Regions from separate parts of the Mus musculus genome. Here regions 1, 2, 3, 4 and 5 are each linked to region 6. Evidence: chromatin contacts called from public ChIA-PET, HiChIP or PLAC-seq and promoter capture Hi-C data. All regions are on one chromosome and are shown on one strand. The core of a region is the stretch at or near the end of the contact, and the rest is flanking DNA. Distances in the headings are between cores, read along the strand shown.

Region 1 (3,886 bases), core at 1,327-3,826, 570 kb before region 6:
AGCCAGGAGGAGCTAGGGGGCCCCTCCGAGAATCAAGGCAAGGCTATTTTTATAGATCATGCATGCTGTGACTTTCATGTGTCTACAGGAATAGAAACTCCCTAAGGTGGGTCTGAGTGATTCATCCTGGTACACGGGTGCTCCCTGAATACATATCGGCTTCTGTGTGAAGCAGGGGTCCTCCAGAGCTCAAGTTCCCAGTGTTCAATGTACAGATGGCAGATCTGTGACAGCCATTCCAAGCCCCCACTGTCTTTCATTCTGATCAACCCCAGGCTGTGGGATGGGTAACGCTACGTACATTCTCTTTACCGGGACAGAGAGACTAAGCTGTCCTAGGAGCCAAGACGAGTCCTGGAGCAGAACTTCCTTAAGTGAGATACCTTCATGTTCCTAGCCACACCCTAGCCAGAGCCTGGCTGTACACAGCAAAGCAGTGTCTAGACCAGGGCATAAGATCAGGGCAGCTGGAAGCTTGACAGGCAAGAGACACACAGGTGTCCCATACCCGCCATGTTACCCAGAGCATGGGGCTGGAAACCCAGCAAAGGGTCTACACCGTCCTGCTGCTACTCAAAGGGGGCTCACACACCTTTGGTCTTTGCTACTTTCTTTTTCTTTGTGCACGGGGGACAGGTTGGGGAGCAAGCTCTCAGGTACCCCAGGCTGCTCTCAGGTTCACCATACAGATGGGATTATGGGTGTGTACCGTCCTCCTTCATATATTGTTTCTCAAGAATATGCCTTGCTGTTGCTTGCTCTTTAAATGCTTAAAATGCTTGGTCATGAGTCAAAAACACACAGGAAGACATTTCGTAAAGCTATGTAAACAATCACTGTCCCACCTCCCCCAAGTGCTCTCTAAAACCTGGAAAGATAGAATATCTATCTCTGTAGCAGGCAGGCAAAGACCTGCCCATGGTTCAGAGCCCTCTCTCTCTAGCTCCCTTTGAAACCAGAAAAAGCATAAATAAAAAAGTTTCTTGGGAGTTTCCTAAGCCTGGGATCACTGCCTTGATCCGTCCTACCCTCTCTTCCTTAAGAGCAAGCTAGAAGCTTTGACAGCTGGGCTGGCTCCCTGCCTCCTTTCAAAGGGGTTCTAAAGAGATGATACTGGAGCACATACCTCCAACTTCATCAAGTGCACCAGGCATCAAGAGAGCTCCAGGAAGCAGTTCCTTCTCGGGCGCAAAGCAAGCTCTTCTGACTGCTTACCTAAGAGTTTCTCCACTACCACATCCTCTCCTGACACTACTCCATTCACCCCTTCAGCCATCAAGGCCCAGCACCTATTCAGAGGGATAGACTTGCCCCAGCAGGGGTTTCACCTAAGGGGTAAGGATTAACCTAAGGGGTGTAGGCTTAGAGGCTAACCCTAAGCGGGGCCAGGCAGGGAGGCAGGGAGCAGAGAGAGGCCAGAGGTACAAAGAATAGCTTAAGAGGTCTTCTCACACACAAGGGTTGCTTGACATTCAGAAAGACCAAACATAGAGGTGTCTCTGGGGACAGGAGTGGGGACTGTCTCTGAAGACAGGGGTGGGTTGCCTCTGTGTAGCTGAAGTCTAAGGATTGCAAGCAACAAGAGCAGAGGCTCAAAGCCAGTCAGCCAGGAGTAGGAGCTGCTCAAAGGTCACCTTGAACAAACACACTGAACAGGAACATCATATTGGAAGCTGACCAATAAAAAGGAAACCTTGGATGTTCCTTTACCTCATCTCTAAACCCAGATCAACTCAGTGGATGGGGCAGCGTGGGGGCTGGATACAGGGGCAGAAGGAAGGTCGGAGAAAGAGAAACAGCCATGCTGAGAAGGAATTGGGACAGGAAGTGGGAATGGGGTGACTGAGAGAAAGTCATAGGGTCACCAGTGGCACCCTGATTCCTAAGAAAGCCCAGCAAACAGAGAGAGTGGCCCCACCCCTTTGACAAGTCTCTGTAATTCCTCCTAGTCAACTTCCTCATCGATAACCTGGGGTCAGAAGTTCATTTGATCAATAAGTGCTTGCTGGTTCCCTGTTCTGCAGCTTGTCTACTGTCTGTCCAAGACGGACAGTAGAAACTTTCTCAAAACCAGATGGAGTGAGAGGACAGATAAACAACACCCAGCAACTCAGCTAAAGATTCAGACTCTTCCTCCCCATGGATATATGTCAGTCTGCCATTGTCTCCTTTAGAGCTTGTGTCTGAGGGAGGGAAAAGGCTGGGATTGATAACAGCATCATCCTGAGTAGCAGGGTACCTGCCCTAGGAGGGAGCTCAGCAGCAAAGGGAAGGCAGGATAAACTAGGGAAGGAGAAGCAAGGGGAGAAGGTGGGGGAAGGACCCTTTACATCCACACAGTAGCTACACGTCTCACCTCTGCTCCAAATCCCAGATTTGGTCACACTTCTGTCCCCAAGCCCAGATGGTTCCCATGAGTGGTCAGACAGCTTAGGAGTACCAATGAGTCCCAGCCTTGAAGTCTCCAAGAGAAGTCCCCTTTCCTGCCCTCTAGGTGGACCACATTCTCCACCAACGGAGACTGAAGATGCCTGGCCACCTTGAGAGCAGTCACATGAGCGGCTTACAGAGAGCAAAGTGTTGGATAGTTCATGTCAAGGCAGGGACAGCAGCCGCTTAGAATGCCCCGCCTCTCCTCTCCCTTCCTGGAAAGTTGACTGAGAGCTCAAAGAAGGAGGAAGTTCTAGACATCTGTGTGAGACCTGCCTGCTCTTGTGTCACTGTGGTGGCCTCCTGCATTCAGGCTCCTGCATTAACACCACTGGCTTCATCTTCTTCGGTTTCTACTGGAGCTGAGGGAGGTCTGACTTGAAGTGGAAGAGAAGAATCCTGGACTGAACCAGTGACTCCGCCTCTGTCTAAATCCAGCACATTTTCTCATCTCTGATGCCATCCCTGATCCCCTTAACATTGCCCAAAGACACAGCCACCAACTCATTTTTAAAGGAAATTTAATTGTAGTTTTTCTTTCATCTATCTATCTATCTATCTATCTATCTATCTATCTATCTATCTATCATCTATCTATCTATCTATCTATCTATCTATCTATCTATCTATCTATCTATTTTTAATACAGAGTCTCTGTATAGCCCTGGCTGACCTGGAACTGGCTCTTTAGACCAGCCTGACATTGAACTCACAGAGATCTATCTGTCTCAGCTTCCCAAGGGCTGGGATTAAGGGCATGTGTCACCATGCCCAGCTAGCCTAGTCATTCTTGTTTATTTCTTATGGACATGGAGGATGGGGAGGCTAGTGAGCCCCTTCAAAAGATAGATTTCTCTTTATGTTTCTGGTGCCTAGAGCAGACCTTGTCCTCTTTCCACACGCTCTTCAGAGCCATGCTCCTCCATGCTTCAGTGCTAAGTTTCTATCTTTGGTCACTGTGAGCCTTCTCCCTCCATCCCTTCCTACCCCTCCTCTATGCATGGACATTTTTCCCTTGGCTCTGTTGCATGGTAATCACTGATTCTGCTACAATATCTTATATTTTTGCTCTCACAAAGGTTTTATTTCCTGGGCTTTTTAACAATGAGAATATCTTCAGTCTTAGTTAGCTTTACTGTAAGCAAATACCAAGAAGCATCTTTGGTGAAAAGAAGATTGACTTGGGCTCACCCTCAGATGGCCCAGTCCAAAAGCACTTGTCTCTATGTTTCTGGACCATGAGACAGAATAAATATCATGACAGTGGGACTGCCTGGCATAAGCTTTTCACCTCACCGTGGACAGAAGGCAGAGAGAGGAAGTGACCCAGGCTGCCATACAACCTTCAAAGGCACGTCATCACAGGACGCCACTTCCTCTACCTAAGCTCCACATCCAAAAATAGTGCCACCATCTGGGGACCAAGTGTCCCCCCACACAATGCTAGCAAACCCTC
Region 2 (4,193 bases), core at 603-3,102, 650 kb after region 6:
CCCAGGTCTCAAAACAGAGAAGATGCCCCCTTCTGCTGCGTAGGTCTGAAGGAGTCTCCTGAAGGGGAGGTGGCATTGAAGGAGGGGCTTCTGAAACGCACCCCACCTCCCACCTCCCGTTCTGTGTGCCTTAAGGCACAGGATTTCCCAAGCCCTCGTTATAGGTCTGCATCTCTCACAAAGAGCCACCAGGAGGCGCCCCGCGCCTACAAATCCCCCTACGGCCGCCTACAGGAGGAAGGTCTGTGGCGGGAGGATCAAAGCCTCTGAGCAACCCAGGGTCCCTGAGCCCCTCAGGGCGACCCTTTCCTTCTCCTACCCAGTGGTTCCAGGCCCGCCGCCAGGCTTCCACAGCGGAGTGGGCTACAGTGTGGCGAAGGTCCCACCACTGAGCCTGTCAGGCCAGGTTTCCACTCTTTCCCTGAGTCCCCTATCTGCGGAAGTCTCAGCCTCTTGGCAAGCACAAAGATCACTGCTGGTCAGGGTCTGGTTTGGTCCGTTCTGGTCATGGCCACAGCTGCTGAGCCTCAGCCCATCCCAGGCTTCCATGGACCAACTGTTCCCATGCTCTCTTCGTTCAGACTCATAAGATGCGTTAATGCTTAGGCCTGGGCCACCCGGGCTGGAGGTCAGAGCCTGCAAAGAGAACAGTCTCTGCAGACCAGGACTCCTGGCTTTCTTAATCTTGAGTAGAGATTCCACCTGGAAACCATCCGGGACAAACAGCTCCCGAATTTAAAAAAAAAAAAAAGTTACATTTTTAGTTGTGTTTGTTTTGTTGGCTTTTGCTTTTATCTGTGAACTTAAGTGTGTACAGGGCAGAGGACAAGTTGCAGATGTCAATTCTTTCCTTTGACCATGTAGAGCTCAGGGATTGAAGTCTGGTGCTTGGGCTTGGAGGCAGTTATGGTTATGCACTCAGCCATTTATCCAGCCCTTTAAAATGTAGGTTTGTTTGTTTGTTTGTTTGTTTTTTAAAATATTTGTAAGCTGGGTGTGGTGGGGGCTGGAGAGATGGCTCAGCCGTTAAGAGTACTGACCACTCTTCCGAAGGTCCTGAGTTCAAATCCCAGCAACCACATGGTGGCTCACAACCATCCATAATGAGATCTGACGCCCCCTCCTGGGGTGTCTGAAGACAGTGTACTTACATACAATAAATAAATAAATAAATAAATAAATATGCAGAAAGTGCTTTTTAAAAAAAAGTTGGATATGGTGGTACAGATGTGCAATCCCGACATTTGCTGTCTGAGATGGTGGCCTATGTGGCCAGCAACTTCATGGGGATTTTGCATAGGGGACACTGTTGAACCTCTAGTGACGTACGGAGGTCTGGGCTTAACTTCACTGAACAGATGTGGGGCCTGAGGTTGGAGGGACCTTAAGAGGTTTGCTGATAGACTTAACAGCTGACCAGATCCTTGATGCCCTCTTACCTCTCCCTGAGACCTTCTCTTTACTACCCCCTTCCACACACAGGCATTCAGGACCCCCCAATAGGCAGGAGATCTATTCCAGCTCCAAGCTGTTCCCATGGTGGGCTCCTCTGCATCCTTGATGGTGAGCCAGGCCGGGGCTGGCTTTAGTCTTAGGGCCAGCTCCCCTGTACAGGGTCTCTTGTAGTGCTCCACAGTGACCCTAGCGGTTGGAAGCACAGTTGCTAGATCCCCTTCCGGGAGGGAGGCCCTGCATCTGTGTTGGCTCTGTGCCTGGAGTGTCACTCTGTTCCCAGGGGCTCCTCCTCATGGCGGCTGCCAGCCTCCCTCCCTGCCTCCCATTAATCATGCGCACAGGATTTATATTCTCCAGCAATTTATTTCAGTAAATGCAATCTGGGTGTGCCTGCAGGTGGGCAGGACGCTCCGCTGCTGCCGGGCTGCTGCCGGAGTCACGCTGCCTGGCTTTATTGTCAGGGTAATGGGCATGACTCAGAAGCTAAGAGCCCTCAAGGAAGATGCTAGGCCTAGCCAGGCCCGGGAGCAGAACACCAGGGACCCAGGGACCAGCCCTACCCAACGTGGACTTGATGACCCAAAGGTTCTACTCCGTCATCTTTTCCCAGATGACTAAAGAACTGGGGGCAGAAAGGAAACTGCAGTCTCAACCCTCAGCTTGACGCTTCAAGATCCAGATTTGGGAGATAACAGGCAGGGATGGGGGGGGATCTATTTTCCTGACCCAGGCCCTCCTCTGAGCACTACCCCTCAACACTGCCAGGCCCACCCTAGAGGGATTAACCAAGTAATGCAAGCCTGCCACCCCAGTTCATCTTTCTGGGTCCTCTTGTGCCTCTTCATCTCCCTCTGCCTCTTTCTAGTCACTGGATGTTGCACCCTGTGGCTGTGGAGAAACAGCCCAAGGTCAAGCAGGAGCTAGGCTACCAGGTCCTGAGTCAGTTCCCCCCAGTTATCTGCCCATTTACAGACCCTGAAACAGAAGAGGCAGGGGGCTAGAGCGGCACTCCCTCACCCAGCCCTCTGTAGCCCCCTCCCACACTCCAGATTCCTTCAGTTCCAGGTAGGTCCTAATCTACAAGCATCTATCTCTTTCTGTGGGAGTCCCAAGACCAAGACTAAGCAGCAACAGCCCCCATCTCTCAGGTTGCCCCACCTACCAGGGCTGCCTCTAATGCTGCAGATAGTTCCTGCTGTCCCAAAGCCATTACCCAGTAAGTGTGTGTGTGTGTGTGTGTGTGTGTGTGTGTGTGTGTGTGCACGCACACAAGCACACTGGCTGCAGCAGACAAGAGCAAGAGCACATCCTTTCCAGCCTTGCTCTCTCATTGCCTCTAGGGATTTGTTGGCTTTGTGTGTTGTCCCTCAACTCTAGTCCATACCCTGGATACCCACATCTCTTGGTCCTTAGGGGCAGGGCCTGATGCTAAGCAAAAACTGGGTGTGGCCTGCAGAGGGGCCTCTGATATGTATGTATGTGTGTATGTATGTATGTATGTATGTATGTATGTATGTATGTATGCATGCATGTATGTATGTAGCCTCTCCAGCTCCATGCATAGAAACTGAAAACAACAGGAGGGATGTCTGGGTCCCACACACACACTCCCAGGAGTCCCAGACCAGCAGTCCCCATGCTCTGTCATTCTCTCCTACTCTGGAATCCGGGGACAAGATTCCCATGAGACACTGAAGAAACCTGGCAGCCCTGGGTTCTCTCTTCAACTTCCCTTCAGGACCCTAGTCCTCAGTATACTGCCTGCCATTTTCAGGCCCTGGCCCCAGGTGCCACTGCAGGTCCCTAACTCTCCATCTCCCCAGGTGCCACTGCAGCCCCCCTAACTCTCCATCTCCCCAGGTGCCACTGCAGCCCCCCTAACTCTCCATCTCCCCAGGTGCCGCTGCAGCCCCCCTAACTCTCCATGTGATACCCACTTCCTTTCTGCCAGATTCATTACTGAGGAGGAGGCGGAGCCCGGGCACCAACCCTTCCTTTCTAGAACCTTCTACCCTTGTGTAAGTGCCCCAGGAAACCCCTGCAGAGGCCAGAGAGGGCTTTAGGAGCAGGCACAATCAGATTTGCTGTCTTCTCTTCTAGGGATGACACCGGCCTTAAACAGTTGTGGGGAAGGGTTGGTGCATTATACTACCTTGAGTTTCATGGAACTGCCTTTGTCTGGTCAGCACTTGACACTAATAAATATTTGAGGATGAAATAATACATCAACAAACACTATATCATTGAGAAGATTTCTACCTCTCATACTTTAAAAACACACAGACCACACACACACACACACACACACACACTTGATGCCTTGTACTGGCCACATGCTGCCTGCTGGTTTTAAAGACTACTCCTATCCCCCAGCAATGCAGGGAAGTACAAGGAAGAAGTTTTAAAATAAAGTAAGAATGAGTCTCAGCTCCCAGGTGAAGACCCTGGGTGCTATGTGCCGGATGATGCTGGGTTCTGGATAACACTGGGTACTGGATCACGCTATATGCTGGACAACATGGTATTACACTCCTGTAGTCCTTCCAGCATATGGGAGTCAGCTAGAAGACCTGGAGTTTGAGGCTGGCCTGAGTTGCACAGTGGCACTCTGTCTTTAAAGAAAATAAATAAAAGAAAGAAAGAAATCAAGCATTATTAATATTAATGAATGGCCATTCTCAGAAATCTCATTTTGTATTGATGCAGATAGAAGTTTAGAGACAAACTGATAGAAATTA
Region 3 (4,539 bases), core at 26-2,525, 740 kb after region 6:
TACTTTGTGGATGCTAGGGATTGAACTCTTTTATGCCTCTTTTATGCTAAGCCCTCTGAGCTCCCCCCCCCAGCTCCCCCTTCCCCCTAACCCTTCCCCCGTTAATTTCTTGTGTTAATTTCTTGTTTGCTTTGTTCCGAAGCAGCGAAGCAGCGGGTCTTGCTGTGAACCCCAGGCTGGCTTCCTACCCTGGAATTCTCTTGTCTAAGCCTTCTGAGTGCTGGAGTTATAGGCGTGTACCCCAACACCCAGCTATTCGAATTCTAATCGAATTACGTTTTCATGAGAGCACGCAATGGCTCTGATTTTTCCCTGTGGCCCCCTAAGATGTGCAGGCAACCAACTCATGCCTTTCAGCGGTGCACACCACCGGGCTCATCACACACACTCCCCAGTCTGTGGCCCAAAACAAGTGGAGCAAAGCTGGTCCCCAGTGCAGCCACTATTGTGTTTACAGCTGCTTCTCCATGTTTGGCTGAGGGAACCCTCATTTGCACCACATCCTTCCTTAGGGAGAATGACGGCGGCTCTACTTGTTTTTACTTCAATCTCCTGTTTCAAAAGTTGCCTTATTTTCAAGCCTTTTCTAACCCCACTCTCCGCAGTGGTGGCTCTCACATTAAAAAAACAAAACAAACAAAAAAAAAGCCATACAGCCAAGATACTTGCCACATTTGGTCCCTTAACAAGACAACCCCCCCCCTTTTTTTTTCCCGGGAATCAGGAGATTTTTCTCACTTTATTTATGTCTAGTATTTTTAGATTGTTGTGGAAACATTTCAATGGTATATGAAAGGCACCTTCGTACTGCCAGGAGCATCTCCTACTCCAGGGCCTTAGGGCGACGACTGCTCGCTACACACGTGGGTGTGTTACCAGGCACGCTTAATTCTCCCATCTCAGAGGGTCCTAGGCCGCGAGCTCCCTGGTTGGAGCGCTTTGGAAGAGAATGGAACTGCCTGAACGGTTGCCAGACTTAACTCCCCAGTGTTTGCAACCAATTCCCTGGGGATCACCAGTTCCCAAAGGGCGGATTCTGGCGGCAAGAGCAAGAGTTGATTTCAGGGTCCATGTCTGGACTGGGGGACGGATTAGCATCAAGTCTCAGCTTATGAGAGGTTTAGGCAAACGCGACCCCTAGGACGCGCAGACACTCCCTTGTCCCCTGTCCAGTAGATAGTCCTACTGCACCCGCGCCTCCTTAAAGCCGCAGCTCCGCCCCGCCCGCCCCGCCTACCCACGGTTCTTTTCAACCGCCGGGCCCCGAGCGATTCCACCGAGCGTCAGAAAGCCACGAGCCCGCAAAGAGCGCACAACTCTCTGTCCCCGTACCGGATCGCGAACCTCAGTTCCATCACCACAACCCGCCATCATGTCCAGCGAGGAGCTGGCCTGCAAGCTGCAGCGCCGGTTGAGACTTGAGGTGCGGGCAGAGACCGACCAGGGCGACCCCCAGCCTGCACCCTGCGATGCCCCAGCCGGGCACCCGGAGCCTGAACCGCCTGCCCGGGCGCCCACAGCCAGCGCGGACTCCGAACTGAACCTCAAGCTGAGCCGCAGGCTGGACATCCACCAGGGTACAGCGCGGCCGGGCCGCTCTAAGGTCTTCAATCCCTACACCGAGTTCCCGGAGTTCAGCCGCCGCCTCCTGAAGGATCTGGAGAAGATGTTCAAAACGTGAGCGCTCGTCCTGCGCCCCCGAAGAACGGGGGATCCGAGACAGGGCACGGGGTGGCCGCGCAGCGAGTGGGACAGTGAGGAAGGAGGTGCAGGCGTTCAGGAGTGCACTGAGCATCTGGCCAAGTGCAGCCAGATCGTGCGCATCAAGTTCATTGCGCGCCATGGGGAACCTCGTCAGGCTGGGGATCTGACCCCGGCGGAGCTCAGAGGGTCCTACTCAAAAGCCCCCTCCCTGAGTCTCCTACTCCCCAGGGCGGGTCCCGCACCCTCCTCCACCCACAGATCCAGAGATTTGCTCCCGGAGCAACTTCTAGGAAGCGAGCCCGGGGCGCACCTCACCTGCCAGCCTTAATTTTATCCCTCAAGGGAGAAATTAGCTGGATTGTCTTTTATCTTATAAAACAAAGGAAACAGTTGACACACGTCTTCAGTAAGGGATGCGAGAAATGAAGGAAGGCTGAGAACAAGGTTGCTTTAAACTCGAAAGACACATAGGCGTCCCTAGACCAGTGCGGGCGGGCGGGGGGTGAGGGGTGGGGGGAGTGGCTGGCGCAGGAGCCTCCTGGGAGCGTCGCCTAGTCAGTTACTCTTCTAACCGGTGAATGGCAGATGCCTCTGGCTGGGAACTGGTGCCTGCCACTAGTCACTAGGGTGCTGCTGGAGCCTCATCACCCCTCAGAAGAGGAGGTCATGCAAAGACCCAGTAGGTGGCCTGTCACGTGAGAGGTCTCTTTGGCCTCATTTCCCCACTTGAAGAGGGAAAGCAGTAATGACTCTTGCTGCTTTTTCCCCTCCCTCCCCCGTTACTTTTCTTTCTAAGCGAGATGTGGTGACATTCTCGTCTAATCCCAACATTTGGTTTTGGGAAGCAGAGGTAATCTCTGAATCCGAGGCCAGCCATGGCTGCATAGTGACATTGTCTCAAAACAAAACAGAACGAAAAACCGCATGTATTTATTTACGGTGAGTGTGTATGCATGAGGAAGTGTCATGGCACATTCGTGGAGGTCAGAGGACACGTTGTGAGAATCAGTTCTCTCCCTCCACCACGCAGGGGTTGGGATCAAACTCAGGTGATAAGACCTGGTAGCAAGTGCTTTTACCAGCTAAGCTGTCTCACTGACCCCTCCTTTGCCTTTTAAGGCCACGAAGTAGTCTGTACACCGAAAACGCCTCACTAAGCTATTAATATTATTTCCAGAATTCGGCCGGGACCGGAAAAGTGGCCAGGTCATGCTTGGGCGTCTTTAAAGTGCTTGGAATGTGTTTGCCCTCACCAAGGAGGTTCTATTTAAAGGCACTATGGCGATCACTGCTTCCACTACTCCCGAGGTCTGCAGAGCACCTCAATACTTGCTGCCTCTCTGGCAGTTTGTTTTCTCAGTACCCTGCTCCCAGCCACTGTTTTCTCTGGGTGCAGTTTGGGCAGCTAAGGAAGGTAGGGTTGGGAGTAGAGAATGAGACTGGGGTGATGGTGGAAAAGCCAGGGAAGGCACCGTGGTTTGACATATCCTGCCCCCCCCCCGCCCCCGTGGTTTTCTTTGGGTTTTATATTCTGTAGGAATGGCTGCTCTGGCCCGGATGTTCACCTGTGTATCACTCCCTCCACCTTGCTCTGTTGCCTCTTTAGCTTCTTTCAGGTTTTACTGGGAAGCTCCCATTTGGAAGGTTAAGTTTGTTAGTCTGCTGTGTAAGAGGAGTACGATTTATCCCTTCGAGAGGTCTTTGGAGCCAAGTAGTGTTGGCACTGGCGGCATCAAGCTAAGGAGGAGGGCAGAGTGCAACCTGTGGTTCTGGGAGAGCTGACAGCCCAAACTGTGCGGGTGTTTCTACAAAGCTAAGCTGCCCATCTGAAGTCTAGGTTAGAGCCTTTGTCACCTGCAATAAAACCACAGGAACAAAGGGAAGTGACCGACTTCTAAAACAAAGCCCAGAGCCTGCTTCAGGTGTGGCTGGATCCGGCCACAGGTGACTATACACAGTCACAGTTTCCTATCTTGTCTCTCTCCCCTCCACTCCCTCCCTTTCTGGTTTCTTGAGGTAGCTTATATAGGACAAGCCAGCCACAATGTTACTATGTAGCTGAGGCTGCCTAGGTCCTGGTCTACAATACCCACTCCCCTACTGAGTCTCCCTCTGTAGACCACGCTGGGCTTCCAGCTGTTTAGGTGATTTGTATCCACCAACAAACCCAGCTCATTTCTTGTTTCCTAAAGCCAGATTCTCTTCTCTCCTCTCCTCTCCTCCCCTCCCCTCCCCTCTCTCCCCTCCCCTCTCTCCCTTCTCCCCTCCCCTCTCTTCCCTCCCCTCTCTCCCCTCCCCTCTCCTCTCCTCCCCTCCCCTCTCCTCTCCTCCCCTCTCTCCCTTCTCCCCTCCCCTCTCTTCCCTCCCCTCTCTCCCCTCCCCTCCTCTCTCCTCCCCTCTCTCCCCTCTCCCCTCTCCCCTCCCCTCTCTCCCCTCCCCTCTCTCCCTCTCCCCTCTCTCCCTTCTCCCCTCCCCTCTCTCCCCTCCCCTCTCCCCTCCCCTCTCCCCTCTCCCCTCCTCTCCCCTCTTCTCCGCTTCACTTTCTTCTCTGGTCCTTACTCTCAGGTGGCTCCTTCCAGTGGCATAAGTGTGACCACAGTTGCTTCAGAAAAGCCCAGTGAGAAAGAGTAGTCACAGCCGCAGCCTTCATGTGGTCTTTTTTTAGGTATGGGGGGGGGGGGTTACTATTTCTAATTGGCTCTTAACCTGTTGCTCAGGGTAAATTAATTGTTCTCTTTGGCCAGGACTGAGCCTCATGTCATTCCACTTTCTAAAGTAAAGGATGCATGCCTTTCCCCACATCTGCACGCTAAACTCCCTACCTACCTCAGGCTC
Region 4 (4,091 bases), core at 1,504-4,003, 530 kb after region 6:
CTGCCCCCAGGCACTGGCCCTGCGATCCTACAGCTTCCAGAAGGTGGGGAAGAAGCCAGAGCTCACTCTTGTTTGGGAGCCTGATGACCTTGAAGAGGAGCCAACACAGCAGGTCAGTCCCCTGCTGTGTCCCTAAGCCTACCTCTGTCTCAAACGTGTGCCCCTAGGTCCTCATCTGCCCTCATTTCTCCCCAGCACCATAGGTTCCCCTGTGGGATTCCACCAAGCCCTGGCTTAGACTGCCAGGTTCTATATGGGAACACCCACTATGGCAGTGGTTCTCAACCTTCCTGATGCAGCGACCCTTAACACAGTTCCTCATGCTGTGGTGACACCCTTCCCCCAGCCATTAAATTATTTTCGTTGCTACTTCATAACTATAAGTTTGCTGCTGTTATAAATCAAATGTAAATATTTTTGGAGATAGAGGCAAAGGGTCTCGAACGACAGGTTGGGGACTGCTGCTCTATAGGTAGATAGGTGCTATTCCTCTCCCCTGAACAGAACTTTTCAGAAATTTTGAGAAGCTGATAAAAGCTTCTTTTATCCCTCTTGTTCCAAAGGCTGGCCCAGCCCAGCTCGGCCCGGCCCAGCCTGTTTTCTTGCTCCTCGTGAATGGTCACTGAATAACAAATGTCTACATAGTGCCATTTAGCCTACTGGTTTTCCCCAGACCCAATGAATCCCATTTACAGATAGGCGATAGAGGCTCGGGAAGTTAAGTGAGCCTCAGTGGTCAGTTGGCTTTGATTGCAGGCCCTCACCTGCCCTGTCCTCTCCTGTTCCTGGCTCTGCTACAGGTCATCACCATCTTCAGCCTGGTGGATGTGGTCCTGCAGGCAGAGGCCACAGCCCTCAAGTACAGTGCTATCCTGAAGCGACCAGGCCTGGAGAAGGCGTCTGATGAGGAGCCTGAGGACTGAATGCTAGCCCAAGCCAGGCCTGTGCCTGCCCTACCCTGCTGGCTTTTAGGAATAGGACCTTTTGACACCAAAGGGGATTTTTAATTTGGTTTTTAACAACTCAGGGGTTTGTTTTTATTTTTATTTTTCCTTTTATTTTACTTTTGCAGCTCAGTTTTTAAATGAACTGGAAGGTTAGGGGTCAGGGCAGGGGATGCTGAGGCCTGGCCTGTGCTTCCCTGAGCAGAGAGGATCCCAGTCCTCCTGGGCAGGCAGCCCCGCTTCTACCAGGCGACCCACTGCCCTTCCCTGCCCAGGAAATGGGGGGTTTCAGCAAATCAGTGTCATGGAATAAAATCAAGTGTGAATTGCTGTCTGTGTAGATGCCATGGGCAAGCATGGCAGCTGGGTGGCCTGTCACCGAGGGCAAGGGGCTCCCTAGAATCCACCTCACAGCTGAGCTGGGGTCATCAGCTCAGGACCTTCCTGCCAGCTCCAGGGTGATTCACGAGCCATGTGTGGCAGATTGATGCTGCAGCCTCCTTCTAGCTGATTAAAAATGTAATTAGTATGCACAGTAGGGAGCTGCCAGTCACCCTGTGCATGTGGCTGTGGCCCTCCCTCCCCGCCCTTCCTCTCTGTTGCCAGCCCATGGGATGTGGGGAGGTGGGACTACCACCTCTCTTCTTATATATCATAGGCCAAAGCTCCCAGGAGCCCTGTTCACAGCTATGCTATGAGTAGGTACCTCAATACCTGCAGTTTCAAACATGTACCCTAAAAGGTAAAGGCAGACCTTCCAGAGGGCAGGAGGACTTCAAAACAGATCCTACCTGACCCAGCCACCTGCTTAGCATCCCAAGTACTAGCAATTCCTACCCTTCTGAGCACTGGGCAGCCTCTTCCCTAGGGAACTGGGCACAGTGTATCCTCCTTTCACCAGACTGGAATAGTATGAATTGGCTTCAAAAGCAACTAGAATCTAGGATGAAAACCAAAGCAACCAAGGCCCTGTTCCCCAGTGCTGTTCCCTGTGGCATCAGGATTAACAGACCCATCTGATATGGTTATGGTGATTTTCTTCAAAAAAGATTCTGTGGAGTCCCCTGGCAGGTTCCTTGCAGTGAGTGACTGGCACAGCTGCAAGGATATCACAGCCCTAGGATGGGCTGTTGTCTGAGGAGAGCCACAGACACGCCCCACCTGCCCTGGGCTCCTTGTCAGCCTCACACAGCCTTCAGCTGCCTGTCCTCCCACCCCTTAGGTCTCCCTTCTGCTCCCATTCCCAGACCAGCATATCTGGATAGGCAGAGCAGTGATGGATGGTGGTTTAGTATCTGGGTAAAGAAGACTCTGGTGCTTTGCCAATCCTGGATCTCTAGACTAAAGGCTCATCCCACAAATCTGAGGAGGAGCTAGCTTCTCTGCTGGGCCAAACCCGGGCTTCCAAGACCTCCTTTCACTGCCTCCTTCAGAATCCTTAAGGAAGCTGTGGCTCGAGTACTGGGTTCTCTCAAGACACAGAGGTGGCTGAGACACGGCCTCCCCAACCCTCGTGAGGAACAGCTTACCAGTCAGTAAGGAAAGTTTTTGCAGAGTGAACGTGCTTAGGAGGCAGGCACTGGACTAGAAACTTCTATAACAGGCTTGCTCCACCCTCAGGTTGGACATCATGTTACTGAGAACTCTGAGCCATAGCAGTCCTGGGTTGCCCTAACCTGTCTGACAAATGGAAGTCTCAGGTCTCCATCTGAGGTGGTGCAGCCAGGCCGCCCTGGCCAGGACTTGAGCCACCTGTCCTCTGTTGCCTCCCAGTGGCTCTGTCATCTTCCCACAGCACCAGCTGAGTCACTTCTCTTTGTGTTTGTTCACCCAGCACTGAGTCAGAGAACTGATAGAACGTGTGTCCACACACCACTCAGTGTGGCAGTTGGCACCGAACACTAAGGGCACTGCTGGCAGAAGAGATGACAAGAAATAAACGAAGTACTCACTCATCAGCTATCCAAGACACCTGCCTGCACTATAGGCTAAAGCACAGGGCACAGAGCAGCTCACTGGCTTTTCCTCAGTGGCCTGTCAGGTTCACATGGAAGGAAGACAGACACAATCTCACTCTGATTGGGGTCTCAAAAAGCTCAGAAGCAGGCAGTATGTTCCCAGGGGAAAATGGAGCAGGTTGTGGGTCCAGCATGGATGAGAAAGTTAAGTATTAATTAATGGTTGTAACCTGCCCTCCTGGGGAGAGAGGCTGACACCCTGCACAGTCCTACTTAGCAAAGAGCCTTGGAAAGGACTTCAGTGGGCCCAGGATGGCAGTCCACCGGAAGCTGGAGCACAGCACACTGGAGGTATGGTAAGAGGGAGCTGGTGCCAGGCAGAGGCATCCCAGATGCATACCGCAACAGCCAGTGAGGATACCCACTGCACCACCATGCCAGCTAGCCACTAAAGCAGCCAGTGAGGGCAGTCCAGGTGAGAGGAGGAAGGCCTGAGAGGAGAAAAAAAATATCCAAAATCCTGGGGTGGGTGGTGTCCCAAAACTGAGGCAGCATAGGCACAGTGGGAGCAGCAGAGACCTGCAGTGGCTCCTGCTGGGAATGGGGCAGGCCTGTGAAGGAGAGAGGGCTGAGCCATAGGGCACTGGTGACTCAGTGAGATGGAAAGAGGGACCAAGTGTAGAACAGCTGGACCATGAGAAGAGAGCATGCAGGGCAGTTCAAGAACCTTAGAAGAGGCCATGTGGGCAGAGTGGGGCTCCAGAAGAGGGTATTGCAGTCAATGGGAGCTAGGAGCCTGGAGCCAGATCTCCCTCTGTGAAGGTTATTGATTATCAGTTTCTGAAGGATACAAAACATCCACTCTCACTACCTCCCCAAGACCAGCAAAGGCACCAATGAGCTTGTGTTCAGGGATCCATTGTGAGGGGAAATGGGAAAATAAAGGAGGACGTTACCCTGGTAGCTGAGAGTGAGCCAGCAGTCCCTGTTAGACTGGAGAAAGGCAGGTACGAGGCCATCCACAAAGAATGCTGAAGCACCGAGCTGCAGTACTGCACAGCATCCAACAAGGCTGGGCTGCTCTGGGCTGGGGGTGGAGAAGGATGGCTACAGAAGTCAGTGTTGCCACTGTAGTAAATAAACTGACCTCTTCCCACACCAGCAGGCAAGAGAGCGATCATCGGAGAGT
Region 5 (3,983 bases), core at 1,202-3,701, 630 kb before region 6:
AAAGGATTCATGTGTTGAAGTGTGTGTGTGTTTCATAATCAAGGCTCATAACGTGCAGGAAGTGAGCACGGTGGTTATACTTGGGTCACAAGCTGTGACAGATAGAAAGATGATGGTCTGTGGGTCTGCTAATGTTCTCCTATCTCTTCATCGGGTGCCTTGCTAAAACAGCCCTAAGGAAACTCAGAAAGCCACACACAGCAACAGAAATATCTGGAAAACGCATCACTAGTGAATGTAAGTTCACTAGTGCGAACTTACTCAAATTACAGTGGTGCCTGTGGCAGACTGGAGAGAAGAGTAGGGTCTTGTTTACTGAGGATTCTCCACAAAGCAGACTCTAGGAGTGACCAGCTGCATCATCACAGCCTCTTTCTGGGACAGCCCAGAAGACATCAGGGAAGGGAAATCGTCATAGCGGGCAGGACTTCAGGCAGCGCACTAGGTTGTACGTTTTGTTTGGGAAGAGAAATGTCCAGATATGTGCTTGTTCACTGGCTCATGGGCTGTAGCCAATGGATTGTCTGGACAGTGAGGGATCTGAGAAGTGCATGATGGAAAATTAGTGAGAAAAAAACATCTGGGGAAGAAGTATGTGGTTAGATCTCTACAGAAAGGCAAAGGATGTTGTGGGAAGCCACATGTGCCATTGCAGAGTGGCACTGACTACTGCTGGCCACCATGCATAAGTTTGGACAAACAACCAATGTGTACATATGCAGTAAAGTTTTTTGCAAAGACACTGCCTGGCCCGGACATGATAATGAGGCTTTGAGAGTATAACCAATCAGATGTGAGACATGCAAATGAGGTATGATAATGAGGCTCTGTGAGGTACAGAGAGAGAGAGAGAGTAGCCAATCAGATGAGGAACATGCAAATGAGGCTTAGTGCATAACCAATCCGTGTGTGAGACACGCCTCTTCTAGGCCTATATAAGCAGCACCAGTTCTGGGCTTGGGGTCTCTTCACCTCTGCAATCAAGCTCTCCCAATAAATGTGTGCAGAAAGATCCTGTTGCAGTGTCGTTCTTGCTGGTCGAGTCCGGCGCGTGCAAGAGGATGTGACATGCCTGTGTACTATGTAGTGCTCATCAAAAGGTGACTTCAGCAGGGGAGGAGTCCAGTATTCCAGTAGACAGATGGCCCGTTCTGTGGACAGTCAGCCTCTTTCCCCAGCCATCCCTGTCATTGTCCAATGGGCCTATGAACAAGCGGCCATGCCGATAGAGATGGAAACTATACCTGGACTGGCAATATGGACTTCCACTCATTGAAGTGATCTGGTAACAGCTGCAGCTGAGTGCCAGATCTGCCACACCAGCAGTGACCGTCACTGGCCACCATTCCCTGAGTTGGCCAGCCAGCACCCTGGTGGCAGGTCACCTACATTGGACCGCTTCTTTCATAGAAAGGGTAGTGCTTAGTCCTTACCAAAGTAAGCATCTACTCTGGTAATGGATTTGCCTTTCCTGCATGTAATGCATCTCTCTATTCTCTCAATTCCTGCAGTGCCAGTGGCCTTCGCACCATTTACATCTTTTACCATTATACATTTTACCATTTATATTCTACTGCCTTAAGCTATGTATCTCCTGGACTGCCTGGTTCATACAAGATCTAAACCGAGATACAATGGTCTAGTGCCTAAGGCAACTCTGTCCAAGCCGTGACAGGTAGGAGAGGGCAGCAGAGCCTACTGGACTGTCCTCAATACGCCAGCAGAATGCTCGGCCCCCATTACCAGCACCTTTGTAGAACTGACGCCAAGCACGGCAGGCTCGGTGCTATCACAGCCTGGATTGGGAACAGCGAGGAGAGATCTAGGACTTTGTTGTCAAGAGATGGCCCTGCAACATAAATCTTGGCTTCTTCCTAATACCCGGTGATACACTGCAGGAGCAGAGTCCTGACTGGAACCCAAAACCTCTGGCCCAGCCCCCCGTAATTCTTGTCATATTTTCCAGTCACGATTCCACTCCTGCAAGGTATTGTAGGTCTTATGCACCTCAAGTTACCCACCTCCACTCCCTGAAGGTTTTGCAGGATGAAGGATAGAGAAAGATGCATGGTGGAGAATGAAGGCGGTGGGGATGGATTTAGAATTCAGGATAGAGGCAAGCAGTTAGGCGTCTGGAGTTGATGCCCCTTTCCAGCCTAACACATGTTGGAGGAGGAAAGCTTAGAACAGTTAGTTACTCTGCGTCTTCTCTCAACATAATCAAAGATATCGAGGAGGAGGGAGATGCAGTTTGTTAGAAGCACGTTGCCAGGCAACGTCGTGTTAAACTACATGTGAGGATGCTAGTCATGGGCAGGGAGAAGGAAGGGGTCCAAGCTCTTGCGCGACGACTGAATGAATGAATATAAGCAAGAGGTGGAAGGAAATCTCAGCATTCTTCAGCTACAGTGCTGCCCGGTGCAGTTCGGCGCAGGCGTCAGGTCCTTCCTTGGAAGGCGGGGCGGGACGCGTTCGGGGCGGGGACAGAGGCGAGGACTCCGGAGCCATCCAAACTTCCGGTGCCTGCGGCGCAGCAAGAAGCAGGCATTGCGATCGAGGTTGCACTGGCAGGGGCTGCAGGGAGCAGGCGCAGGTCAACGCAGCCATGGTGAAGATCAGTTTCCAGCCCGCGGTAGCGGGCATCAAGGCTGATAAAGCGGACAAAGCAGCGGCGTCTGGTCCGGCCTCGGCATCTGCCCCGGCCGCGGAGATCCTGCTGACGCCGGCGAGGGTGAGAGGCTCCGGGTCTCAGATGGGGGCGGGGCGGGGGTGGGGGGTCATCGAGGGACCTAGGCATTCCCCAGTGGCCGCCACGACCAGCGGTACCTCAGAGTCACGAGCGGAAGCGGGATGAGAGGTCTGAAAAGGCTGCTCCATCCGCATCTGGGAAAGGGTCTCAGGACCTTCCCCACAGCGGTAGTCGAAAGCAGAACTGGTCCTTAAGTGGGAACGCACACAGGGTCTTTTCCAAAAGTGGGGGCTTCTGGGCGCGAAGTTCCAAGATAAGGGAAGGTGGCGGACCCATGAAAGTTTGGGGAATGTTGGTGAAGGTTTGCGTCTGGTTCCAATCAAGGGGCAGGGGCCGGGAAGCCAGTCCCCGAGTGGGGGAGGGGAGGAGGGTTGAACGTAGTTTCCCCCAAAGCGGGGCCGGGAAGGGGGGAGGTGATGAGGCCTGATTGGTTGGGGAATTTGGTTGGGGAATCTCTGGTTAGTAACGAAAGGGAGGTGCCATTGTTTTGGTCCTCAAATGGGGTCTGTGGTGGGTGGAGGTTACTGTTGGAACTGGCAGACCTAAGTCAGTGATGAGCCTTCTCCCATTTCACACCTGCGGGCCCTACTTCTTAGCTCCTTCTCTGGCTTCCAGCTACGTTGTTACCATCTGCTGAGTGGGCTCCTTACTGCCCCAGTGCCCTAGACATCCCTATAGTCACTCAGTTGGCTTTGTGTGGACTGGCCTTGGTGTGCCCCGCCTTCCCCTGGCTGAGGGGATCCAGGTCATTTCCGCCATGGAAAACTATGCTATGTGGAGTGTGTCGGGGAGGACTCGTGGCAGTCACTGACTGGAAGGACTGGTGACGGAAAAGCGGACCCAGCCGAGTTTCATTTTGCTTCAGTAAGGGTGTTTTCATGGCCACTGTCACACGCCCCCCAGCGGTCCTGGGGCGCACCAAGCCGGGCCTTTCGATCCAGACCGAACCTAAAAAAGCCCCTTCCACTTCCTCCTCCCGGATCAAGTTTTGAAGCTCTGATTCTGCCTTTGCCTGGGCATATATGAGGAACTCGTGGGGAATGATCTGGAAGAGGGGGTCATGCAGTGGGCCAGTCTGAGCAGAAACGGTGATGCCAGGGACTCAGGCAGCTCTGTTCTAGTCACTACAGCACCGAGCAATTCAGACACCAACAAGAATTCATTGGCCAACCAGGTGGGGGGGGTTGAAGGGTGTCTGAAGCCTAGGTGGAGAGGGACACCCCATACTTGACTT
Region 6 (4,485 bases), core at 1,675-4,174:
CTGCAGGCTGAGCACCCATAGAGCCAGGTTGGTTAAATAAACAAGTCAGGCCTGCTGGGGAATGTGTAAAGCAACAAGACAGGTGCCCAGGAAAATTCCCTAAAAATGAACTTGCCCTGAGGCCATGGTGGTTGTTGGTTTTTTTTTTTTTTTTTTTTTTTTGTCTTTGTTTGTTTTTTGAGACAGGTTTTGTCTATGTAGGCTGGCCTCAAATTCATAAATTTACCTGCCTCTGCCTCCCGAGAAAGGCCTGTGCCACCATTCCAGGCTGCCCTAAGGCCATCTGGACCACCTGCACTGAACATAGCTTTAAGGCAGGCCCAGAACACCCTAGACCTGTTTGAACCGACCCAGGGGAAGGGATGTGGCCTGTTAGGACTCACTAGCTTGTTTGGAGAGACTTGGGTAACACCATGGAAGTACTTCACTTCCGGCCTCTGGAGCAGCCTAAGGCCTAAGATACATGGATGAGTGGAAGTACAGACAGTAAGACCAGCCCTCTCACAAACAGCTGAAGAGGTAGAACAACCTGTTAAGGAAAGAAAGGGACTCTTCATAGTCCCAGCAACTACAGCAGTTCCTGGCTCTTAAGACTCCTGTGGCCAGACAAAAGGCCCAGAGGAGACTTCTGTTCCTGGTCTTCTCAAACATACTAGGATAGCGGGAGCTCTGACCATGGCTTATTTGATAACTCTAACTTCCTTTCTAGAACCTATGGATTTTTTTTTCTTTGTATGAGCCAAACACTGTCATGAATACAGCAGGAGGTCCGTAAGCTTAGCTTGAACATAGATAGTGCTTCTACAACCAGATGCGTGGGCCTTCCTCCCTTATGGTAGAGGCACGGGCATGCACAAGACTAGATAAAGCAGTTCTTCTTCGAGGGAAGTTCATACTTATCCAGCTTCTCACTGATTGCCACCTTGCCTCCCTCAGCTCTCCCAATCCAGAACTCAGAAACCACAACTAAGATGTGGGTGGTATAGGCCAAGCTCTTTGTGCATCTGGGTTTTGTAGATGGAACAATCCTCTAGAGAATAACGGGAGCTTAATGGATAAGCACCAGGTAGAAAGCATCCTCCTTTCTGTTTATATTGAAGCACCGTCCCTCCCTATCTACAAAAAAGGGGTCTGGGCAGCTGCAGCTCAAAGGCCCTTCCCTGTTTAAGCTCCATATCCTCATCACAGTAAAGCCCGCTGGCGGGGGTGGGGCAGTTCGGACTCAGGCAGTTTGTGCAACCTAGGGCGCTGGGGCGCGATAACCGTCTCCGGCCATTAGTGTGCTCCGAGAAGAGCGAGACCCCGGGGGCCTTCACACCCTCCCTTGCCAGGGGCTGCCAGGACAGGAGCAACCGCTGGACAACGGGAGTGAGCGCAGGCCAAAGGGCGGCGGCAAGGCTTTCTCCTTAAAGGAAAAGCTCACACAGGCCCAAGCGGCTGGTGGCGGGACTGGCACGTGCGCGCGGGGATGCGGGCCGGCCACGTGCGGCTCGCGGGCCGACCCTGGGTCCAACTGCAACAGTTTCCCGACACTGCACGTTCCTCTCCTCTCCTCAAGCTCCGCATAGGGGCCTCCGGGTGAGGATGGGCCCAAACGCCGGGGGTGAGCCATAAGGGCAGTTCAGTCTCCTCGCCTCGACCTCAAAGCTCTAAGGGACTTGGCACCCATTCACCCTCCCCGATTCAAGACTCCGGGTTTTCCTCACTCCCGATTCCACGGCCCCCAGGAGACAGACAGCAGGAATGACCAATGGCAGGGCGCAAAGCGTCAACTTTGTGTTCGCCCGCCACTCTCAGCCAGTGTGTGCGGGTTTCTCCCAAGTCCCGCCTTCCGTGTCGGGCGCCCCCTCCTGGCGACACACAGTCGGACGCTATCTGCCGCCATCTTGAGTGTGGCGAAGTCGTTTCTCCGAACCCGTTTATAGCCATTCTGGTCGCTCTTCTCACAGGGCAAATTCCTTAGTTCGACAGCCAAGTGAGACAGCGCTAAAAATGGAGTAATATAGTATTTTGAAGTTGTTCGCGTGAGCCGAGTCGCCACGTCACGCCACGCTTGCCGAGTCCAACGCCATCTTGAGTGTGGCGTCTTTATGGTTTTTCTTTTCTCAGGCTCCGCGTGGTACCGTAAATGGCTCAAGTTTGAAGGAACCCCTTCAAGGACTAGTCCTAATGGCCGGGGAGACAAGTTTCTCCCAGTTGCACACTGTTCATATGCCCACTGGAGCCTGCAAAATGTTAGGGGAGAGGGGTAAACTCGATGGCCGGGCGGGGCTCTGGATGATGTTAAGAGCTGTCGCGACGGCAGTGACCTCTTACAGCAGACGCTGACCAGAGAGCCCTGAGGCGCGACACCGCCTTGTGGCGTGAGGCCCCAGGCCTGTCTCGCTCGAGGACACCGGGACTTTCGCATGAGTCCCCCCAAGTGTGCAGGGCGCGAGGCCCACTCCGGAGCTGACCCTGGACGGCGGGACAGTGGTGGGCGGTGGGGATCACTAGTGTCATCGAGGCGGAGGGAAAGGAGGACGGGGCGGAAGGTGCGAGTCACAGTCACCCCGTTGTGTGGACTGATGTTCACTTGAACTGGGACAACTTGCTCTTCGGTGCGGGCAGGTCCCGGGCGCGGGAACCACGCGGGACACCGCCCGGGGCAAGCGCCGCCCATCGCTCGCCTTCCCCTCCCCCTCCCCCTGGCGGGCAGTGCTCCCGCTCCCCCTCCTCCCTCCCTCCCCCTCCTTCTTCCGAGCAGTCGCGAGGGAGGGGGAGGACCGGGGCTGGGCGGGCAGCTTTGCCGCGCTTTAGCTTTCTGCGTCAGAGGCCTTAGCAAAACAGCTGCGGGAGCGCGCACGCGCGCGACCCCCCTCCGGCGTGGCGAGACCCAACAAAATTCAACACTCTGAATGACAGTGCGGCGGGGGACTGCGCAGCGCGCGCCAAGCCGAGGCACTGCCGCTTTAAGCTCACTTGCCCATTGTTCGGAATCGAGCCAATGAGAGGACGCCCGCTCCCTGCGCTCAGCCAATAGCGCCGGGACTAGGGTGGCTGAGCACCGCCCACTAATCTATATTAAAGCTTCTGGCGCCGCGTGAGTCCCCCACTGGCTGCTCCGAAAAGCCATCTTTGCATTGTTCCTGGGTCGTGCTCCGCGCTCGCTGCAGCCACCTTCGCCGCCCACCGCCTCCTCCAGCGCGGACTCCGGCAGCTCTCTCGCCAGAGTCCTCGAACTCGACTTTTAATTCCCTCACTCGCGGCATCGGACCACCGGCGTGCCCCACCATGTCAGACGCGGCAGTGGATACCAGCTCCGAGATCACCACCAAGGTGAGGCTGGACGCCGCCCGCCCCCTCGGGGTCTGCGCGCCGTCGCCCGGGCGGCGTTGGGGCGCGTGGTTGCGGGCTTTCAGGAAAGCATCACGCAAACGCTTTTCCAGGCGACCCCGCCACCCTCCAGCGGCGCGATGGCCCCGGGCAACACTCTTTGTGTGCGGGGGAGGGGGCGCGAAGCGGCGCGGGCATTGGTGCCGCCGTCGGGAGCTGGCCGATGGCCTGGGGTCGCCTCGGAACTCGGACGCAAACGGGGAGGGCCGAGACGCGGATTCTCGAAACTTGTTTGCGAATGGTTTGAGCGCTCTCGGGGCCGGGGTCGCGGGGCCGCGGCGCACGGAAATAACTTTGAAACTCCGGCGCGTCCGCAGTCGGAAGTGTGGGGGGCGCGTGTGCGGCGCCGGCGAGCTGAGGGCGCCCGCGGCCGAGTCGCTCTTTGTTAGGCGCCCGGGTTCGCGCCCTATAGCGGGCCGGCCACCGGTTATCCGGGATGACGCGGATGGGGCGGCGTGCTGCGCTGGGGGGATTCTGACCGCGACACCTAAGGGTCTGGTCCGCAGCCACGGGTGAACGCGGGTGGTCGTGTTTGTCCCCGCGGCGGCGGACCTCGTCGCAGGGTCAGTCATTGCTGACGGGGTTGGGCCCGGGCGGCGAGCCCACGCGAGAGGGGGAGGAAATAGAAAGTGAAGCTGCGGAGCGGCTGGACGCCCCCCCACGGCTCCCCAGCTGCGGTGGTGCCGTGGCGGTCTAGAAGCCCGCGCAGCACCGCGGTCCTGGCTGGGGTCCTGAGGCAGGGGCTCGCCCTCCCGGTGGAGTCTTCTCCACCCTCAGCCGTGTTCGGTTCGGACTCGTTGCTTTCAAACACCTCGATGTTCGCACCCCGCTTGTCCCGCAGTGGGGACTCAGTCCCAGTCGCCTTGTTTCTTTAAACTCCCGTGGCTCGCCATCTCCCTCGGCTGGTGCGACCCCGTGCAGAGCGCGCTCTGGAGCGATGCCCGCCACCGCTGTAACACTTTGTAGCAAGCATGGTCCCACCTCCGCCCTCGGCGGGAGTCTCAGGTGAATTCCCGCGAGGTCCAGCGCTCCTAGGGAGCGCCCCCCCCGAAGGTCTCGAGGGTCGGAGCCGAGGAGCTCCGAGTCCCTGGTGACCTACCGCGAGAGCTT

The links. ChIA-PET counts read pairs in DNA pulled down with a chosen protein or histone mark. HiChIP or PLAC-seq counts read pairs in DNA pulled down with a chosen protein or histone mark. Capture Hi-C pulls out chosen DNA fragments and counts their contacts.
Region 1: an RNA polymerase II ChIA-PET map of memory CD8 T cells shows a contact between it and region 6, with 33 read pairs. The contact joins the promoter of Gpr55 here to the promoter of Ptma in region 6.
Region 2: a FOXA1 HiChIP or PLAC-seq map of pancreatic cancer cells shows a contact between it and region 6. The contact joins the enhancer-like site here to the promoter of Ptma in region 6. A contact is called at or near these places in 2 of 484 Hi-C or Micro-C datasets (cortical neurons and pro-B cells) and 7 of 115 datasets of contacts at active chromatin or transcription factors (the NIH/3T3 cell line, astrocytes, embryonic forebrain and 4 more).
Region 3: a promoter capture Hi-C map of pancreatic islet shows a contact between it and region 6. The contact joins the promoter of Efhd1 here to the promoter of Ptma in region 6. A contact is called at or near these places in 2 of 115 datasets of contacts at active chromatin or transcription factors (astrocytes and pancreatic cancer cells) and 1 of 9 other capture datasets (pancreatic islet).
Region 4: an HNF4G HiChIP or PLAC-seq map of pancreatic cancer cells shows a contact between it and region 6. The contact joins the enhancer-like site here to the promoter of Ptma in region 6. A contact is called at or near these places in 5 of 39 promoter capture datasets (the 3T3-L1 cell line, frontonasal cranial neural crest, hippocampal neurons and 2 more), 1 of 15 datasets of contacts at CTCF or cohesin (the NIH/3T3 cell line) and 2 of 115 datasets of contacts at active chromatin or transcription factors (pancreatic cancer cells and stem cell-derived neural progenitor cells).
Region 5: an RNA polymerase II ChIA-PET map of memory CD8 T cells shows a contact between it and region 6, with 24 read pairs. The contact joins the promoter of Itm2c here to the promoter of Ptma in region 6. A contact is called at or near these places in 1 of 39 promoter capture datasets (cranial neural crest) and 1 of 115 datasets of contacts at active chromatin or transcription factors (memory CD8 T cells).

Annotation. Positions count from the first base shown.
Region 1 is chr1:85,958,479-85,962,364 of GRCm38.p6, forward strand. It overlaps Gpr55 (G protein-coupled receptor 55), which reads right to left and starts at 2,577. Exons shown (of 2, transcript NM_001033290.2): 1 at 2,357-2,577. All of the region lies in intron 1 of Gm41905 (a long non-coding RNA gene), which reads left to right.
Region 2 is chr1:87,174,284-87,178,476 of GRCm38.p6, forward strand. No RefSeq gene overlaps it. Among named protein-coding and RNA genes, the nearest start is that of Prss56, 6.9 kb to the right of the region's middle. Within about 2 kb of position 1,853, at least 124 of the 459 cell types and tissues checked have an H3K27ac peak or open chromatin away from gene starts, as enhancers often do. A contact at or near this core is called in the NIH/3T3 cell line and pancreatic cancer cells, where this site is marked.
Region 3 is chr1:87,263,078-87,267,616 of GRCm38.p6, forward strand. It overlaps Efhd1 (EF hand domain containing 1), which reads left to right and starts at 1,276. Exons shown (of 4, transcript NM_028889.3): 1 at 1,276-1,677. The coding sequence starts at 1,373.
Region 4 is chr1:87,048,823-87,052,913 of GRCm38.p6, forward strand. It overlaps Dis3l2 (DIS3 like 3'-5' exoribonuclease 2), which reads left to right. Exons shown (of 21, transcript NM_153530.2): 20 at 11-112; 21 at 801-1,275. The coding sequence ends at 923. Among named protein-coding and RNA genes, the nearest start is that of Gm28375, 17 kb to the right of the region's middle. Within about 2 kb of position 2,754, at least 23 of the 459 cell types and tissues checked have an H3K27ac peak or open chromatin away from gene starts, as enhancers often do. A contact at or near this core is called in pancreatic cancer cells, where this site is marked.
Region 5 is chr1:85,892,059-85,896,041 of GRCm38.p6, forward strand. It overlaps Itm2c (integral membrane protein 2C), which reads left to right and starts at 2,452. Exons shown (of 6, transcript NM_022417.3): 1 at 2,452-2,731. The coding sequence starts at 2,606.
Region 6 is chr1:86,523,633-86,528,117 of GRCm38.p6, forward strand. Ptma (prothymosin alpha) reads left to right here and starts at 2,925. Exons shown (of 5, transcript NM_008972.3): 1 at 2,925-3,318. The coding sequence starts at 3,274.